Regions from separate parts of the Mus musculus genome. Here region 2 is linked to region 1. Evidence: chromatin contacts called from public HiChIP or PLAC-seq data. All regions are on one chromosome and are shown on one strand. Each heading gives the region's core, a stretch centred on a gene start, on an enhancer-like site or on the middle of the called end of the contact. The rest is flanking DNA. Distances are from core to core; before and after follow the strand shown.

The links. HiChIP or PLAC-seq counts read pairs in DNA pulled down with a chosen protein or histone mark.
Region 2: a contact with region 1 is called in an H3K4me3 HiChIP or PLAC-seq map of stem cell-derived neural progenitor cells, with 30 times the contacts expected there. The contact joins the promoter of Zbtb45 here to the promoter of Selenow in region 1. A contact is called at or near these places in 4 of 39 promoter capture datasets (cranial neural crest, hippocampal neurons, maxillary cranial neural crest and 1 more), 2 of 115 datasets of contacts at active chromatin or transcription factors (astrocytes and stem cell-derived neural progenitor cells) and 1 of 9 other capture datasets (embryonic stem cells).

Annotation. Positions count from the first base shown.
Region 1 is chr7:15,920,620-15,923,895 of GRCm38.p6, reverse strand. Selenow (selenoprotein W) reads left to right here and starts at 1,525. Exons shown (of 6, transcript NM_009156.2): 1 at 1,525-1,644. The coding sequence starts at 1,616.
Region 2 is chr7:13,008,388-13,011,698 of GRCm38.p6, reverse strand. Zbtb45 (zinc finger and BTB domain containing 45) reads left to right here and starts at 1,847. Exons shown (of 3, transcript NM_001360833.1): 1 at 1,847-2,063.

The DNA.
Region 1 (3,276 bases), core at 276-2,775:
TTGGAGATGCCCAACGAGGACACAGAAGGTTCCTGGTTATCTTCACTGAGTTCTCCCCACCACACACAGCAGATTCTGGCTCTCATTCTTTCCAGGAGTCCAAGTGCATGAACAAGCATCCTTTTAGGGAAATACAGTTTTCTTACTGCTTTTAGGCCTCTGAATCCTCAGTTGCCAACGCACTCCTATGAAGTCAAATGGGGAGTGAATGATTCAAATTTCATTTTTCTGTGGGTAGAATCACAGCCCATCATCTGTGTGCAGGGTAGGGTACTGATGGGGAACCAGAGGGCTAGGTGGGAAAATTTCCTTATTTGGTCCCTAGTTAACCATTGGCGGGGATAGCCGGTTGAAGTCAATTAAAGAAGTCAGGTGACAGATAAACATCTCTGCTGGTGAGCCATCCTTGGTGGTGGTGGTGGTGGTGGTGGGAAAGTAGAGAGAGGGGAGGGAGGGGGTGGGCATGCCATTGCCGTTTGTTCATAGGGTGTGGAGGATAAGAAACTAGAGAGCAAAAAAATTCTGTGGGAATGACTATCTCCTGTTATCTGTCCAGCTTTCAAGGAGGAGAAAGTGAGGCTCAGGAATCCTAAACTCAAATATTTTGTCCACTTTTACCTTTTTCTCCCCCTTGAGACGGTCTCTCATGTCTGTCCTGGAACGCTCTACGTAGGCTAGACTGGCTTCGAACCCACAGAGATTTCTTGACTGCTGGCATTAAAGGCAACGCCTGGATTTTTTGTTTCGAGACAACTGCTCATGTAGCCCAGACTAGCGTCAAACTCCCTGTGTAGCAAGGATAACCTTGAACTCAGTCCTTCAGTTTCTTCTTCCCAAATGCTGGGATTACAGGCTTGTACCACAGCCCCCAGATAACAGTGTGCTAGGGACCCAAACTAGGGCTTTATACATGGTAGGCAAGTTCTCTACCAACTGCGCTACAGTCCAAGCCCCATTCCAGGACTTTCTATATATCCTTCTGCTGGAAGGCAGCTGGAAGGGAGCGGGAAGGCGCAAAAAGAGGGGTTGCATGGTTTTGGGGGTGCGCAGGGGGTCTGTCGGTGGTGAGACAGCTGGACCTAAAGCGCACACTGGGACTCCTAGTTTCAGTTTTCCAGACCTAAGGTTCATTTAGTCTGGTCCAGTTAGCGCTGGGGAGGAGGGATCCATCCCAATTGCCTGTCTCCCAATGCGTCGATTTCCCTGCCCTGCCCCTCTCAGCCACTCTGTAACTGAACTTCAGTCTCAACCAATTCTCTGCCTCGAGCCACCGCCCTGAGGACTGAACCATTATGGCATAGAGAAGGGACGGCGAGGGGCTCTCAGGTTACTGGTCCCAGAGACGCTGTCTATGGAGACAACCCCAGATATCAAGAGAACCCCAGATATCAAGATATCATGGAGTCTTGCGTTGAGGTTCGCGCCCCTGGCCACAGACCCCGCCGTGCTCCGGAACCTCGGTCCTCCCGTAGCTCTGCCCACTCTCCACCCCCGCACTTGGTTTGCTCTGACTCGTGAGGCAGTCGGCTGTGCGCACGGCCCCACGCTCAGAGCTTGAGGTCCTTGTTGCTTGTGGGTCGGGTCCTCGTGTTGTGCGGGGATGCGACGTGCAGCTATGGCGCTCGCCGTTCGAGTCGTGTATTGGTAAGTCCGGGTGACTGCAGTTCCCCCTTTTCCTGCTCCCGGCTCGTTGTGCCCTTTCTCTGCTCCCCAACCTTTGTGCCAGGAGACCCTCTCCCACCCTTTTCTTTGCCCCTCCCCCTATCTACCAGGGTCTGGTAACCGAGTACGATGACTGTATTTCAGACCCAAAGGGAGGGATTTCCAAGCGGGTGGGATGGAGGTAACAGAGACTTGAGCCCGATCCCTGGCATCTGACATCTGAGTGACATCTCACCAGTGAAAATGGAAACTGATACTTGGGGCCACTTTGAACACGTGACTCAGCGCTGAGGGGAGGGGAAGGGTAGCATCGGGTTTCTCTGGGGACCTTTCCTTCCCGACAGGCTGTTTCCCTTCCCCCTCACTGAGCGGCATGAGTTAGAGAATACAAGGTGTGGTGTAGTTGGGGGTTTACTCATAAGCGCTGTTGGGAGGTCTGGGGATGTCCCGTACCTGGATTGTAGTGTGAGTTAACAGTGGTCGCACCTCCCAGTGTGTACATGAAAAGGGCGAACTGAGTCACGGAGTGGTGGTGTTGATGCACACTTTTAATCCCAGCATTCGGAAGTAGAGGCAGGTAGATAGTTCCAGGCCAGCTAAGCTGCTTGTTAGAGGCAACCGGGGTGATGTAGTAAGACCCTGTGCCCCGAAAAGAAAAAGTAATATAGGATAGATTGTAGGGTGAGGGTGTAGCTCAGTGGTAGAGTGTTTGCATGAGATGCACCAGATCCTGGGTTCGGTTCCCAGCAATACAAATAACAAAACAAAAAACTCTTACTGGTTTCTGATCAGTGAGTGCCGGTGCTGTTAACCCCAGTTCTTTTCTGGCCTCAGTTTCCCCTTCTGTAGTGTGAAGGAGGTGATGATGTTGGTTAGTTACCTGCCAGCGCTATTAATTGTGCCCCTGCTAGAGGCAGGCGTAGAAAGACCAGCCATTTTCTCTTGATGACTTTTTCCTCCATCTGCATCTGATAATCAGCTGGCTTGCAGTAAGTGATTGAAAAGTGCTTGCTGAATGGATTCTGCACCCCTGAAGTCCATTGAGGGGCTCTCCAGCCATTCTGTCTCCATCTTACAGGGGAGGAAACTGAGGCTGGAAATGAGGCAGGGCCAGCCTGAGGTCCTACTACCGATAACCCTGTAACTTGAATCTGGGGTCCGTGGTCCACCTAGCTGGGTGTGGCCTCCTCCCTCCCAACCCCCTTGAGGGGTCTGATCAGGCCCTAGTTATCAGGATGTCTTTCAACAGCCTGCTTTGATAAATTGAGGCTCCCATGAGGCCACTGCACCAGATTCCAGGCCCAAAATGGCCTGAGGTAGGGGACATGGGGTTGGGGAGCTTATGTTTTGTACTGGGTGCTGGAGAGAGCTTGGATTCCTGAGTGACAGCCAGGCGGGGGAGGGAGTGGGTGGGTGAGATTCTACTGAGGCAGCATTTGTCCTAATTTACTTCCCTGCTTCCCTCCCCATTGGCATCTCTATGTGGAACCTGTGATCTCTTTGCCATCCCGCCTCTCCATCTTGGCTCTTTTGTTTGGGGTGGGCTTTCTATGTATCTTCGCACTGTCGCACACATCTCTCTGTGTGATGAGCACATCTTCCCCTCTTTTGAGG
Region 2 (3,311 bases), core at 598-3,097, 2.9 Mb after region 1:
ACCATCTCTCCAGCCCGCAAGATCTCTTTCTTGGGCTAAGAATCTTAAGAGATAAAGGTGCCAGACCATTATGCTTGTCATTTTGCTGTTAATCCATCCTTCCTTCCTTCCTTCCTTCCTTCCTTCCTTCCCCTCTGTCTCTCTCTTTTTAAAAAGATTTATTTCCTTAATGTATATATGAGTATACAGTAGCTGTCTTCAGACACACCAGAAGAAGGCATCAGACCCCATTACAGATGGTTGTGAGCCACCATGTGGTTGCTGGGAGTTGAACTCAGGACCTCTGGAAGAGCAGTCAGTGCTCTTAACTGCTGAGCCATCTCTCTAGCCTGCTATTAATTATTTCAACCCAGGATCTCATGCATGCAAGCAATTGTCCCAGCTCATTTACTTGGGTGTTTTTTATTGTTTTTGTTTTGTTTTGCTAAGCAGGTTCTTATGGTTGAGGCTGTCTTAAACTCCCATTCGTCCAGCTTCTCCCTCTCAAGTAATAGGATTACAAGCATTCCTAGCTGTTAAATTTTGAGGGTCCCCCCCCTCCTATAGCATCCTATGTAACCCAGATTGGGCTCAACTCTGATATCTGGGGGGTGACCTTGAACTTCTGACGCTCCTGCCTCAACCTCTGAGGTTTTTTTTTTTGTTTTTTTTTTTTTTTTTTGGTTTTTCGAGACAGGGTTTCTCTGTATAGTCTTGGCTATCCTGGAACTCTCACTTTGTAGACCAGGCTGGCCTCGAACTCAGAGATCCTCCTGCCTTTGCCTCCCAAGTGCTGGGATTATAGGCATACGCCACCACCGCCTGGCTTCCCCAGACTTTCAAACACACATACAACACAGCTACCCAGCATGGGTCCAGGATGGGGAACAAAACATCCTGACATCTTCCTCATGCGGCACCACCCACTAGATTCCTCAGTACCATTCACACGGAGGCCCAGAGCTCTATGCCTCTCTTTTGCCTTACATAGTGGTTGATTGATTGCCCCAAGAACAGAGGGGAAGGGAAGGCCAACCCACCACTTGAGAGGTTTGGTTCATGGGTGTCTTGGACAACAAAAGGACCACGTAGGAGCCCCGCTTGGACAACTCTCTGGCTGTTCTCTCCCTCTACGCACTTAGTCCCTGCTCCTTGGTATCTGACTACTTCCGAGCCCACTTCGTGTCCTACATTCTATTCTGATCTGTGGCCAAGCTGGGGTTCTTCAACCATTCATTTATAGAGCAGCGAATTCCCGAGAGTCTGGGTGGGGTGAGGTGGGAGCACCGAATGAGGAGGCTTCCTTGGGAAGGTGGGCCTGTGTTCTTTAGATGACTGCAGGGAAGCTCTGCAAAGCTTCTTCATCTGGGGTGCGAGCAGAAGTGACTCAAGAGAAACTTCTCGGGGCTGAAGAGATGGCTCAGCGGTTCACTGCCATCGGTAATGGGAGCTGATGCCCTCTTCTGGTGTGTCTGAAGAGAGTTAATAATGTACTCGCATAAAATAAATAGAAAATAAATAAATCGAGAGAGAGAGAGAGAGAGAGAGAGAGAGAAACTTTTCCCGTGTAAGAGAAAAGCCACCTGGGAGAAAAAAAAAAAGCCTCTGGATTCCATCCAGCGCCCTCTCCAGACCCGCTGAGAGTACTGAGGGCGTGGCCCGAGGAGTGATTGACAGCTCGCTCGGATCAGCCTGGAGACGACGGACTCCTGCTCCTTCTGCCTACTGATCCCCAGCTCTTCGGTCCCCAGCTTCTGCGATTTTGGTTGTGGCGCGGACCAGACCGGAAGTTCTGCTCAACGACTGCCTAGTCTAAAGAGGAACACCGGAAACGTGCTCCCGACTATCGTTCCGCCTGTGCCGAGGCTATCTGTTCCGCTTCAGCGCCCGGAAGTGCGGCCTTCAAGTTGACAAGCAGGAGGACCTGCAGGACCTGCTGCCTGAGGAGTCGGAGGTGGGGTCGAGCGGGCATCCCCCTGCCTCAGAGTCCCAGAGAAGGCTGGGGCGTGCCAGGAGCGGCACGCCTGCGTGAGGATCGGTGTGCACGTTGCGAACACAAGAGGGCGCTGCAGGATCGGGGCAGGGTGCGGAGGCGGGAAACTGGGGGTAGATGTAGCGGGCCTGAAGGGGACTCTGGCATAGATAGGGTGGGAGTGAGACAGGCTGATGGAACAAGGTGCATGGCATGGGTGAGGGAGTTGTAGCGAGAATGCTGTAGGAGATGTGGGAGAGTGTGCCTTTGTTCTGAGGCATTCAGGAAGGTTCTGCTGCATCTGAGGAGTCCGGGCGTTCGAGAAGTAGGGTATGGATGGGGTTGAGGAAGAGTTATGGGTTGGCATATTATTTGAAAAAGGAGGCCGCTTGGCAGAGACAGGTTCAAAGCCTTGGTGGGTTTGAAGAATTAATTCATCATCATAGAGGTCCCAGATAAACCCGGTTCGCAGGCTCCCTCTGGCGGCCACGTGAGGGAAAGGCCTGGAGGTGGGAGTGTGGAAGGGACCCTGCATGGCGACTTCCAGTAGGCCAGGCCAGTGGTAACTGACACAATGTGTGCAATACTCCGAGAGAAAGGGAAGGGTGTTTTTGTGTTAAGGATCTAGAATCGTTGAGTCTGAGATCTCAGTAGTCCTTTTGTAAGGGGCAGGATTAAATGGGGCCCTGCTCTGGGTCTGTCCTAGAGAGACAGGCTGGTGGTCAGGGCGAATCCTGAATCTTGATTCTCTTCCCTTAGAGCAGTGTATGCAATCTGATCCAAGGGAAACACCCTTGTTTGCTGAATAAGGAAACAGGCCCAGAGACCTGGAGATATTTGCTTGATGGGTTAACTGACAATTCTGATTCCCAGCTCCTTTGCGGAGGGCGTGTGTGTGTGTGTGTGTGTGTGTGTGTGTGTGCGTGTGCGTGTGTGTGTGTGTGTGTGTGTGTGTGTGTGTGTGTGATGGAAGAATCTGTCTTCCCTCAGTATGATTAGTGCCAGGATGATAGTCTCGGGTTCATAAGAACTATGGGGATTGCTAAACAACACTGAATTTCAGCTTGCTGGCCTTTCACATCACTGGTGCATTTTCAAAGCCCAAAGTTAGCACCTCTCAGGTGATGCAAAGAAGAAACAAGGTTGCAAAGGCCTTGTTATATGTACTGTTTATTTGCTTCCCTTGGGTATGGCAGGCACAAATCCTCAGCCTCAAGGGGTGTTCCTAAATGATTCGGCCAGGAGGCAAGTTGCCTCCCCACCCTTCTGAAAACCTCCACATAACAGTAGTTAATGGGACCTGGTTCTTGAGGTAGTCATAGATCTGCTTGGGGCCTTCGTGGTACTAGGATATGGAAAT